2 separate regions of the Mus musculus genome follow, and region 2 is linked to region 1. The links are chromatin contacts, called in public HiChIP or PLAC-seq maps. All regions are on one chromosome and are shown on one strand. The core of a region is the stretch at or near the end of the contact, and the rest is flanking DNA. Distances in the headings are between cores, read along the strand shown. Region 1 overlaps 4921511C10Rik (RIKEN cDNA 4921511C10 gene). Region 2 overlaps Rxfp1 (relaxin/insulin-like family peptide receptor 1).

Region 1 (6,918 bases), core at 4,340-6,839:
TCTCTCTGTTCCTCTGACCTCCATGACACAAGTGCACCAACACACACACGTACACACAACTACATAAGTGTGTGTGTATATGTGTGTGTGTGTGTGTGTGTGTGAGAGAGAGAGAGAGAGAGAGAGAGAGAGAGAGAGTGCGCAAAGGCACAGCCAACAGTAGAGGTGGCAGGTAGGAGCCAGGAGGAAGCATGCTGCACCAGATGCCATGTGAAGTCCTGACTACCACTGAGAAGCTCTGAGAGAGCTTTTTACCACCTCCATCCTCACATCCCACTGCAGATAAATAAGGATGGTAACTAGCCTGGTATAGAGTGTTGCTAAGACCAAATGAAGTAAGATCCACGAAGCACTTACGATTGGCTATTACAGCTACTGCTATCGCTGTCAACCAATGTAAAGGAAGGAGGCATTAGCAAGATTCCAAAGCGAAAACAACAAACGAAAACACCTTGAAACTGAAACTAAAACAGCAGCAGTTTATAGACAACTTCTGCTTCTTTCAGTCTCAGATCCAATTCTGAAAATATTGTTGGTAAACTTTTATCCTTCTCAGTGATGACAAAGTATTATTACACAAATCTAGTTAAATGAAGAGGAGCATAGATCGCCCTTTCCTTGTTTCCTAGTTTGCTTCTCCGTTGCTGTGATAAAACGTTCATAAAAAGCAAGCTGAAGAAGAAAGGATTTTTTCTCAATTTTTTATTAGATATTTTCTTCATTTACATTTCAAATGCTATCCCAAAAGTCCCCTTCCCTTCCCCCACCCCGCTCCCCTACCCACCCACTCCCACTTCTTGGCCCTGGTGTTCCCCTGTACTGGGGCATATAAAGTTTGCAAGACCAATGGGCCTCTCTTTCTACTGATGGCTGACTAGGCCATCTTCTGATACATATGCAACTAGAGACATGAGCTCTGGGGGTACTGGGTAGTTCATAATGTTGTTCCACCTATAGGGTTGCAGACCCCTTCAGCTCCTTGGATACTTTCTCTAGCTCCTCCATTAGGGGCCCTGTGTTCCATCCAATAGATGACTGTGAGTATCCACTTCTGTATTTGCCAGGCACTGGCATAGCCTCACAAGAGACAGCTATATCAGGGTCCTTTCAGCAAAATCTTGCTGACATGTGCAATAGTGTCTGGGTTTGGTGGCTGATTATGGGATGGATCCCCAGATGGGGTAGTCTCTGGATGGTCCATAAAGAAAGGATTTTTTTTTTTTTTTTTTTTTTTTTGCTCACACCTTCAACTAAATCACAGCGTATCACTAAGGGAAGCCTAGGCAGGCACTCAAGAAAGGACTGCATCCGTCACTCAATGGATTTCCCTCCTAAGGCAAGGCACCTCTAGCAGCAGAAACACTGGATTTTCAAAACCCAAATGAGAAAGCTGACTTTTGGAGGAAGAAGCAAAAGCACAGGGATAGAGAGATAGAAGTTGCTGTCTCCAGACTCTTCCATCTTCCTCAACACTATCGGAGAACTCCTTTTCACAAATAGATGACAGCCATGATGTCTTGTAAAACGCTTTCTATTCAAAGCTACTGTATTCATCTAGGCTCCCAGACATGGTCAAAATCAAAAGGCCTGGCTCCAAAACCTGGAAGGACCTCACTGGCTTCTAACTCCCAACTAAAACATAAAGAACATAATAAGCACCTCATTTGGGAGTGCCCTCAACAGTGGGTGATACTGTGATGCTTTCTCCCACTTGCTTGGCAACAACCCTGGCAGACGGCTTTCTTGCTAGGTTTTAGCTGCCACTCAACCATCCAGCTTTTCACCATTGTGACAGCAACTTTATTCGCCCTCATTCAGCTCTATGCAGCTGAGACTCCTACAAGGAAAGGGCAGAGCTGCCCTCCTAGCCTCATGGTTAATGGTGTCTGCAAATGTTTCTTGACATTCCAAAGTCTAGGAATGGGGAACAACTACACAGTATCTTTTCTTCACCTTGAATACACAGTCCAAGAATCTGGAAGAGTCAAATAAAGTGAGCAGCAGTGAGGCCAGCCCCCATGTCATATTCAAATGCCTCCCCAGGCAACGGAGCACTGAAGCCATCAGCCTCCTGTGTCACAGTTCTTCCGCCCTCCTTTACTAAACCACTCATCTTCAGCCCAGGGATAAATGCCACCTGTTTGAAAAGAGGCCTTTTTGATCCTTTTTTTTATCTTTTTGGTTGGTTTGGTTTGGGTTGGTTGGTTGGTTGGTTTTTTGAGGCAGGGTTTCTCGGTGTAGCCCTGGCTGTCCTGGAACTCACTCTGTAGACCAGGCTGGCCTTGAACTCAGAAATCCACCTGCCTCTGCCTCCCAAGTGCTGGGTTTAAAGGCGTGCACCACCACTGCCTGGCCACCTTTTCAATCTTTGAGAAGGGGTCTTATAAGTAGATTCTTTCAAGGCTCTATTTTGCAGATATAAATATGTGACTTCAGACATTAATTTGGCCCAAACCACACAGGTGATAGGTGGATATCATCTAACATTCTCAAACTGTATCTTTCCAACATACAAATATCCAGAATAAAATTTCTTCCTTTCCTTCCAGACTCTGTTAATTCAAGATCCTCTATGTTATGAACAATCTCTATGTTTCCAATTAGATCTTACACATCGGGTCCTATCCAGCACAAAAATGTAACTGCCTCTTTAAGCCACTCATCAACTCTATCTAATAGTTCATGGATACCCAGGTATGTCTGGCCATTGAAGACTGTTTTGTTTTGTTTTGTTTTGTTTTGTTTTGTTTGGGGGGGGGCGGTGGCAAGAAGGTTGTTGTTGTTGTTGTTGTTGTTGTTGAATTCTGTGTAACCTTTTTTGCCAAGCCCAACTTCCAGGCTTAGAATGCTTTCTGCCTATGGCAACTCTTTCTTATACATTATTGTATTTCTAATAAACACGAGCCCACAGGTACTTGGCATCTCACTGGTTGTCTGACCTGGAAGCAAGCGCTGTTGGTTGGCCTGCCTCTGCTTTCTGATTCTCCGGGATATTAACAGGACATAAAAGTTCATACTGCTTGGCTTTTTTGAGTTTGACACTACCAGGTGCCATAACTAACTTGGTGATAACAGATGCATTCAGGTTCAAATCTTGAGAGAGCAAGGAAGGAGAAATTATGAACGAAATCTAATCAGCTTGATAACTTAAACTTTCAGCTTCCTGGGGGGGGTGGGGGGGGGGATCCTGATATTTTATCTGTGAGTACTTTTCTCAATTTCTAGAGCAATATTACAAAAGTGTTATTTCCAAAACTGGTCTTACACCCTCTATACCTTGCAACCATAAAAAGAAAAGAACATATATTGCTTTTCAAAAATGGCACGGTGCTTCAGGAATGAGTGTCCTGTGAGACACAGGGTGCGTTTACTAATCAGCTGTGGCCCCGGCCTGCCAGCCTGCACCCGGTCGTCGTGGTTTCAGTCCCTGAAAAGTAGAACGTTCCTGCCTCATGCAGGATCACACATGTGGGTTCCAGGAACTTCTGACATCAATAAAGAATTGACTCGGGTAGGAAAACATCAAAATAAATAATGCCCAGTCATGCCCCACCAGAGTCACAGATAGCACCGCCTATTTCCCTACCTGGCACTTCTTACAAAGCAGCTCAGCCCTTTCCATTAACTCTGCTTAAGGCAAGGCCACACAGAAGAAATGTCAAAACACTCATTTTTCTTAATTTCCTAGAGTCTAGGCAGCTCTAAAGTCCCAGTGGTTCTCAACCTCCCTAATGCTGAGACAGTCCCTCTAACACAGTCCCTCTAACACAGTCCCTCTAACACAGTCCCTCTAACACAGTCCCTCTAACACAGTCCCTCTAACACAGTCCCTCTAACACAGTCCCTCTAACACAGTCCCTCTAACAAACACAGTCCCTCTAACACAGTCCCTCTAACAAACACAGTCCCTCTAACAAACACAGTCCCTCTAACACAGTCCCTCTAACACAGTCCCTCTAACACAGTCCCTCTAACACAGTCCCTCTAACACAGTCCCTCTAACACAGTCCCTCTAACACAGTCCCTCTAACACAGTCCCTCTAACACAGTCCCTCTAACACAGTCCCTCTAACACAGTCCCTCTAACACAGTCCCTCAAAGGTGTTTTGCTGCCACTTCACAACTGTGATTTGCTACTGTTACAAAACACAATGTAAATATCAACCCTCAAGGGGGTCATGACCCACGGGTTGAGAACTGCTGTCCTACGCTTGTCAAAACAAGGGAAAGCAAATAAAGAAATGGGTAAGCGTTCGACTGTGGATCAAGACACAAAAGTAAAACTACTGGATAGAACTTTCACCCGTCACGCCGTCAGCAGTTCTTGGGTTTCTTGTGCAGAAGGAAAATGAGAGCTTGAGACATGGGTTCATTTTATTTACCATGTAGCTAGACATGGGGCTTGACGCTCTTTCCAGAGCTTTATGGACTTGAAAGAAACCTCTGTGATCTCAGAAAAGTACCGAGCTACAACTCCTTGGCAGGAGAACAGCAGCTTCCAGAAGCCTCTGAGCAGCGCGTGCTGTTTTCTTTTCATTCCTGTAACCAACACTAAGCAGCACCAGGATTTGGCCCTTGAACCTTCTTCACACTGTACTGTCATTGCTGTGGGTTTCCTCCTCTAGTTAGGACATGTTAGTGACCAGTGCAGAAGGAAACCTCCCAAGTCTTCTCTCTGACCTTTTGTCTGCATGCTAGGTCTCAGAATAACCATGCCGTTGAGTAGGAGAAGGAAGCCACTAAGAGAATATGACTTAAGATAATGTCTGTTTTGTAGACCTGGAGAGATGACTCTTATACGGCTGAGCTCATAGCCAAAAGATCAAGACAATGTCTGGTTTTATATAGCATCTCTTTGTAAGAACCTCTGTTGTTATTTGGAGTAGCACATTATTTGGAGTAGCACATGCCTAAGATATAATTTATTAATTTCCCTGAGGTGAGAATAGCCGTATACACAAAGTATCACATATACCTCAGAGCGTACTAGATGAATTAAAAGAAGTTTATACTGGGCTTCAAATGCTAAGTTTCTCGGCTTCTTCTCACCTATGTATGATTCCAAACAAGCCTCACAGACTCACTATAGACTAAAGTCATTCCTATACTCAGTGTGAGAATCCTAGTAGTTATACCTATTAAAAGCCTTCTGTGTTCATTTCTGGGGTCTGCATTATGGAAGTTATAGGTGTTCTTATAGAATTTAGAAAAATAAATAAATATCCACTATTGCTTCACCTGAACACCAGTGCTTTAAAAACACAAGCTACTGAGAAGGAGTTTATACGGGGGCTTCAAGATAGCTCAGTCTATAAAGTGTCTGCTGCTCACGCAGGAAGACCTGAGTTCAGCTCCCAGGACCTACATTTTAAAAAAGGGCAGGCAAATACGCCTTGGTGGAAGGACCTAGGGATCTGGAGCAGGAACTGGGTTGGAAGCTCCCTCCCTAGTGGCTGGCTCTCCCAGCCCTGGAAGGTGCTATGCAGGCTTCCTCCCTTAGTGGCTAACTCTCCCAGCCCTGGAAGGTGCTATGCAGGCTGCGGGGGAGGAAAGTCGGCAACAGTATTACTTGGACATGACTCACGTGCAACAATCCTGAGTAAGCCAAGTAAGGTGAACCCACTAGCGCGACAGTGGCAAGGCTGAAATGCGGTCATCAACACTTCCCAACTGCATTGGGTGCCTTCTCCACATAAGGGATTTCACCTCTGATACGATATAAATCCAGACAGAAACCTGTGGCTGAGGAGGTCATGGGGACGCTGGCTGGGGTTTTGCCGAATGGACCTGGAACAATCATCTCATTGTCTTCCAGATAACTGTGTTTGTAACCTTCAGTTAGTACTCTGTTAGCTTCGGCAGTGGTCAGCAGAGGCAGCAGAGACTCAAAACTGGTCCAAGGACTGAGACTAAATTAGTTAAAATGTCCGACTATAAGTGTAACATCTGCATCACACTTTTAAGGGTCAGGGAACAAGGCAAGAGAAAAGAGTGGAACGGATGTAAGAGCTTCAGGAAAGGGAGGAGCGAGAGGCTTCCTCGAGGAACACTGACTTCCAAGCATGGGAACTGATACGCTCCTGAGCTGATGTGATGTCATGAAAAGAGTGAGGGCTCACAGGACCCCACCCCTCTGGAAGGGTTTGTATGAGGTTCGAGGTTGATGGTGGAAAACATGTTTGCTCCAGTAGTGTAACCACTCAGAAGGTAGCCATGATCCTGTAAACAACTCTAATGAAACTCATTGCATCACACATATTTTATAAGGCTTTAATGTAGACAGAAAGGTGAGCTGGGAGGAGGACAGGAGGAGGGGGAGGGGGACAAGAGAGGGCTGGGAGTGAGGAGTAATAAGATCAAGATACATGCATGAGAATGCCACAGTGAGACCCATTATGATACATAATTAATACATGTCCTTAAATCTCTTCTTTAAAGCCAGCTGCGGTGAGTCCGCCACTAGGGAGGCTGAGGCAGGAGGATCCTTGGGGTTTACTGTTCAATCCATCTAACAAAATCAGCAAGCTCCATGCCAATCAGAAATGTTGTACCAAAAACAAAAAAGTGGACAGCTGAAGACAACATCCAAGGTCCTCGTGCCTCCATACACATACATACACATGTACACACACACATATGTGTATATATACTTACAAACCAAGAGAGTGGTTTATATACTATGTGTTTACATAAAGCTATATAATTGGTTTCTGGACAAATAAAATGTGCCTGTGATTCTGAGATCACCTTCACACTCCTACCACTAATTTCTACCAAAGCAGAACTTGTCTCCATTCACTTGCTCTAATGCACAATTTCTTTTCAACACTAATTTCTCTGTTGGGGGAGGGGTGCACACATACTCAGGTATATACACTTGCCACAGTGCATGTGGAAGTCAGAGAAAAACTTGAGGAA
Region 2 (6,277 bases), core at 2,128-4,627, 410 kb after region 1:
ACACGGGCAGGGCAGTTGCTGCTATGTCCATCTGGTTGTCTGCATTTCTCTATGAGCTATGATGGGGTGGAACAGAATATAAGGATGGGTGTGCTGTTTCTTCTTGTTTAAGAGTCTGAAGCTGAACCACTTTCATCAACAGAAACTCAGTGGGTCTTGCCTAGCATAGACTCATCTTTTAGCAATAATGACTTTATCTCTTCTGAGGGGAGCCATCCTCCAGCCACAGGAATCTTGGTGGGTGTTCAGTAGAAGCCTTCCCTAGCTCAGGGTAGGCAAATACCCTAAGAGAACCCCTGAGTCTTGTTGATGGCATGCAAATGGCTTATTTCAGCAGGGCTTGGCTAAGACCACTGTTCAACTCTTGTTCCCATGATTCCTGGCCATGTCTGGCTCTTCTTTTTACTTATTTCTAGATTCTGTGAGCTGCACTAGTTTCTTGCAATAAACTCTTCTTGACCAGACTGCTTTGTTGTGAGCAAGCAAAAAAGCTTATGAAAGCTTTGTCTCTGAGGAATCTTGGGAAATAGAAACAATGCCCTGTGCTAGACTTACAGCACAAGGAAGAATACAGAATGGTTGATAAGACAGTTCTAAAGTATTGAAAATTACCACAATGTGAAGAACAGTCTAGCGCTTGCTATGATAGCAACTCAACTCAAAATATGTATAAGGTATATATATCACCAATGCAAAACCAGACACAACATATAGAATTCACAAAGGTTATCATTTCATCCACATACTTTCTCCAACCATACTCTGATATTACGGACAATTTTCCCTGAGGACGGGTTCTCCCATCTTCATTAATTTGTAACAATTATTTATATCTATTAAAAACATGTTTGTACATTTGTACATCATATATGTATATTATACATTTATATGACATATAAATGCATATTTAAAACAATAAATAATTGCTACAAATTAATGTGTGTGTTGTGTTATATTGTGTGAGATGTGTGTATATATCTGACTCATGTGTTCCATGCATGGATGAATAGGTCAGAGAATAGCTTCAGGTGTTGATCCTGACTTTCAACCTTGGTTTTGAGGCAGACCTTCTCTTGTTTGTGTCTGCACTTCACTTTCCAGGTTATGTGGCTCCCAAGCTTCCAGTTGGACTGTCCTGTCCCTGTGTCCCAGCTCACTGGAGGAGTGCTGAGATCACACACACGCCCCTTCTTCTGTGTTTTACTCGGGTACCGGGAATCTGAACTCAGGCACTTTGACCTGCTGGGCCACCTCTCCAGCCTCTTTGTAATTCTTTTATATACATTCTTATGTCCTCATCTGGTGGTACTTACGCAAAGTGTACACATCACTAGCTTGCTGGGTAAATATCAGCATCTGTGCCTGGTACCAGAGATGATGTGTGTGCTCTGTATGATTCAGTTGGCCCCTCTTACATTCGTGTTTCTTGGTATTTTTAATTTTTCCCATAAAATTTTATCAGAGTGTGGAAAACTAAAATCTGTCCGGTTAATGTCAAACTTTAAGCATTTAACTATTGAATACTGATGTCTGAGACTATCTAGGCTGCTGAAAAATCCCATAGACTGGGAATTTAAACAATTAACATTTATTTCTCACTTCCCCATGCTGGGAAATCCAAGGTCAAGGCACCAGCATATTAGATATCTGGTGAAGTCCTGCTTCCTGATACATTTTTACTATGTGAACTCACATAGTGGATGGTGCAAGAGAGATCCTCCCTCTGTCCCTTTCTCCCTCCATCTTTCTTTTCCTCCTTCTTTTCTTCTTTTCTCTCCTAAAGTTTGATACTTTCAACTTTTTTGTTTTCCCTCTTTTGTGTGTAATTCACGGTAAGAGGGTTACATGGTTATAGGGTCCCATGGCTATAGGTTATTATGGTTGTAAGCTCACATGGTTATAGGCTCACATGGCTATAGGCTCACATGGTTATAGGATCACTTGGTTATAGGCTTACATGGTTCTAGACTCACACAGTTCTAGGCTCACATGATTCTAGGCTCACATGGCTATAGGCTCACATGGCTATAGATTCTCATGGTTATAGGGTCACATGGTCACAGGCTCACATGATTCTAGGCTTACACGGTTCTAGGATTTATGAGAGGTCTAAACATCCTTTGTTGGATATTTGAAATTTCTATTCCTTCACACAGGTGCTGGTTAACTCAGGTCCTCATGTTTTCATAGCATTTTCCCCATCTGAGCTATCTCCCCACCCAGGACTCCTCCCTCTCCCCCTGTCTCCTTCCTCTTGTGGGAATCCATCAAACCCAGTGCTTTGATGTACTAGCTCTAGTCTTTCTTAAATTCATTTTTGTTTTGAGACAGGGTATCACTATGAAGCCATGAGTAGCTTTGAATTCTCCATATAGACCAGGCTGACTCCCAACTTAGCGATGCACCATCTCTGTTTCCCAGTTGCTGGGTTTGAAGGTGGTGTGCCACCACCCTGTTTTTCAATTCTCTTTAAAAGGGATACTGACGCTTCATGAAGGATCTGCCCTCAGGAGCTAATCAGCTTTTCCAGGCTTCACCTTTTAATAATACCATCACTTTGGGGTTAGGATTGCAACCTACAATCTGGAAGAGGGACACAAATACTAACCATACAGAGACAAAGTAATAGAACTTGTTAATATTTTATTTATATTTAGTATGTATATATTATATGGGGACATAAAAATTAAAATCAAGGTGAACAACAAGAAGACATCTACTTACATGTGAGAGAGATTTATGAGCGGTCTAAACATCCTTTGTTGGATATTTGAAATTTCTATTCCTTCAAGGCTGCTAAAAATACCAAGTAATAGTCAAAAGCACATATGTTAGCCACAGCATAGTAAGGCAATTATTTTTGTGAAAGACAATGCAGCAATGTGCCCTTAGTTAACATTGTTCTAAGTGAAATACTTAGTCTCAGCCTCTCTAGACACTTCCTTGGCTCATAGCCATGTATATCCTTAAAAAAATATCTTCACAGTTCATGATATAATACCTAATGCATGCTAACGAGTCAATAAATGTTTGTAGAATAAGTGCATACATTATATTCTGGACATCTTTAATTTTTCCAATGCCTTTTAAGTCATACTTTTTATCTAATAAAGAGCTATTTTACTGTAGAATAGTTAGATAAGAGGAACCGAGGCTTATCTTTTAAAGACAATTAGACATTAACAGAGCTTTTGGTGTGTGTGTGCGTGTGTGTGTGTGTGTGTGTGTGTGTGTGTGTGTGTGTGTGTGTGTTGGGAGTCATGATTAACATAGTCTAGAAAATTGCATTTGAGGGTAATCTTTGTTGTCATCTTGACACACTTGGGAAGAGGGAATCCCAGTTGTGGAAACAGCCTCCATTGTTTTGGCTAGTGGGCGTATCTGTGGTGCATTTTCTTGATTAATGATTGACATCGAAGTGCCCGCAAGCCAGTAAACAGCATTCCTCCATGGTTTCTGTTTCAAGCCTCGAGTTCCTGCTTTGGCTTTTCTCAATGATGGATTGTAACCTATAGGCCAAATAAACCCTTTTCTCCCCAAGTTTATTTTGGTCAGTGTTTCATTGCATCAATGTTCTTTTATAACAAGCTAGGAGAGATACTTACAGTAAATCTCAACTACCCAGAATTAATGGAGCAATGAATATGCCCCATACATTCAGAGAACACAAGTGCACAATTCGGTATCTTAATCTTGGTGCCACAGAGAGATGTAGAGGCTCATTTTCATTTAATTTTTAGTTTATTGACACATGATATAGGAGCAATTCTATATGTCTATAGTCCATCAAGGACTCATATATTTTTGTGGAGCTTGAAATAAAACATAATTAAAAGATACAAGAGCATGTATGCTATTAGTATTGAAGTAAAACTGTACAAGCATATACTTACAGAGACTTGAGTTTGGCAAGACAATCGAATTGATTTACTTCAATTTTCTGGATTGGGTTATAAGAAATATTCCTGAGTTAAAAAAAAAAGACAGCCATAAGTCATTCCTAAAAATTGTTTGGAGAAAGAGAATATATTTGTTGACTTTGAATGAATTTGAGATATTTACTAAAAAAATGTAGTACAACTCAAAGTATATTGAAAATTTAAATGTCAGCCCTGAGACCATAGTGGAAGACCTCCATGAAACTGGCCTGGCAGTGATTTCCTTTGGATGTGATTTCCAAAACATAAACAGTAAAAGCAACAAGAGCCAAAGAGGACCACATCAACCCCAAAAGCTCCTTCACACCATGAAAGGAGGCGACTACAGCATAGAAAAACGATTTGCAAGGCACTCTCTCATTTTTCTCTCTCTCCCTCTAGTTTTGTTCTGCACACACTGTGGTAAACATGCACTCCACCTTTGAGCCACATCCCTACCCCTGCAGAGCATCCATTGAGGATGGATTAATATCTAAAAAAATATAGGGGACTAAATGCAATTGAAAAAAGACAAATAATCTGATAAAGAAATAGACAAAAAACATGAGTAGATATTGCCTAAAAGAAGACACACAAATGGTCAACAGATAGATAAAGCAACCTCAGAATCAGTATTCATCAGAAAAAATTACTAATTTATTTATTAGAGACAGAGAATAGCTGAGGATGACATTGTATGTCACTAGATTTGGCCTTGACTTTTGAACTTCTTAACTTAACATAAAATTCTATTGGTTATACATTAGGCAGGCTGCTGTATTTTATTATAGTAGCAGAAGATGAACTAGATCAACAGCAATAAAGGGAAAGATATTCTTGTTCATGGCATTGGAAAACTCAGTCCATATTAAAGTTTACGAATTTATATAAGACATCAAAGGTGCCCAAATAGCAAAAGCAGTATTGGAAGAAAAGAACAGCATTAGGGTTCCCACAGTAATGTACAGCTGGGTAGACCAAAGAGCTCAACTATAGAGTCCACAGACAACCTGACTCAGACATAATCAGATAACTTTTGATATAGGTGTCAAAGGCATTCAACAAGGAAAGGACTTTTTTTTTTTTTTTTTAAATAACCAGTGTTGGGAAAATTGGATAACCTTGTGCAAAAGAATAGAATTAGACGCTTACTGGACCATGTCCCCAAGCTTACTCCAAAAGGATGTACCTAAAGGTAAAGCTATCGAAATAGAAGAGAATTTCATTGAGTGGATTTGACAGTGTCTTAGATATGAAACAAAGTTTAGACAAGAAAGTAAAAGATAGAAAAGTGGCAGTATGTTAAAATTAAGGAAATGTCACTCATAATAGAGGGGAAAACACATGTGAGATCTCTGTAGGACATAGGACTGTCTGTAGAAAACACAGGATACGTAAAGAATTAAAACTCAACAACTGCAAAAGGAGATCACATAAAAATGAATGAAGCACGTGAGTAGCTTTTCCCTCGGAAGACAGGTAAGTGACCAAACACGTGGGAAAAAAAATCCTCAACACCACTGTTTGCGGAGCAGTGAAAATCAGATCCTCAAAGATTCTCAGCTAAGGTGACTGTGAGCCAGAGAAGTGCAAATAACAGGTGTTGGAAGATGGTGGAAACTGGAGCCCTGTGCACCGAGAGAGATGTACACTGGCACAGCTCTGATGGGAAATACAGTGAAACAGAGCGGAGCTAGAACTACCGTGTGACCCAGTCACCTAATTTCTGGGGGTATACAAGTGGTCTCTGGTTCAGGATTTTTTTGCTTTACAACAGTGTAAAAGCAATGTACCGCTACTGGAAGCCATGCTTTAAGGGTAGTTGTATGGTTTAGCGGTAGAGTCCTTTGCCTAATATGCATTATTCATCCCTGAATACAGTATTACTGCCTTGATACAGTACTATTGAGAAAGGGAGGTACAAAGGGATTAGTAAAAAGGGGAGCTCCTCTAAGATCTTCTCTCGGGCTGCAGCTCCCAGACAGCCATCGAAACTCAACAGTACAAAGCAGATACTCTACAGTACACGGGTTCCTAATTCACAGTGGTGGAGAGAGTATTAATATTAAATGAGCTTTAAAGTGAATAGTTCTGATTTATGATGCCTTCATTAGGTAAACTTAAAGGTTGCTGTGAGTTAAGAAGGAACATAGAACCCAAATAACTGAAGGTGGACCTCCAGACATGAACGGGCACATGTGTTCATAACAGCATTATGCAAACTAGCCAAAAGGTGGAAGCAATCCAAGTGTCCATGGGCTGGAGGATGACTGCAGCCTTAAGAGCAAAGAGAATTCTGACACATGCTACAATATTGATGTACCTTGTTGGTATGGTAAGAGAAACAAGCCCGTCACAAA

Evidence for each region. HiChIP or PLAC-seq counts read pairs in DNA pulled down with a chosen protein or histone mark.
Region 2: an H3K27ac HiChIP or PLAC-seq map of extraembryonic endoderm stem cells shows a contact between it and region 1, with 2.4 times the contacts expected there. The contact joins two enhancer-like sites. A contact is called at or near these places in 2 of 115 datasets of contacts at active chromatin or transcription factors (embryonic stem cells and extraembryonic endoderm stem cells) and 1 of 9 other capture datasets (liver).

What each region holds. Positions count from the first base shown.
Region 1 is chr3:79,238,957-79,245,874 of GRCm38.p6, forward strand. The region is part of intron 1 of 4921511C10Rik (RIKEN cDNA 4921511C10 gene); the gene reads left to right. It also overlaps a transcript of Rapgef2 not described here. Among named protein-coding and RNA genes, the nearest start is that of 4921511C10Rik, 29 kb to the left of the region's middle. Within about 2 kb of position 5,590, at least 70 of the 459 cell types and tissues checked have an H3K27ac peak or open chromatin away from gene starts, as enhancers often do. A contact at or near this core is called in extraembryonic endoderm stem cells, where this site is marked.
Region 2 is chr3:79,653,519-79,659,795 of GRCm38.p6, forward strand. Rxfp1 (relaxin/insulin-like family peptide receptor 1) reads right to left here. Exons shown (of 18, transcript NM_212452.2): 13 at 3,894-3,965; 14 at 2,725-2,796. Among named protein-coding and RNA genes, the nearest start is that of 4930579G24Rik, 28 kb to the left of the region's middle. Within about 2 kb of position 3,378, at least 2 of the 459 cell types and tissues checked have an H3K27ac peak or open chromatin away from gene starts, as enhancers often do. A contact at or near this core is called in extraembryonic endoderm stem cells, where this site is marked.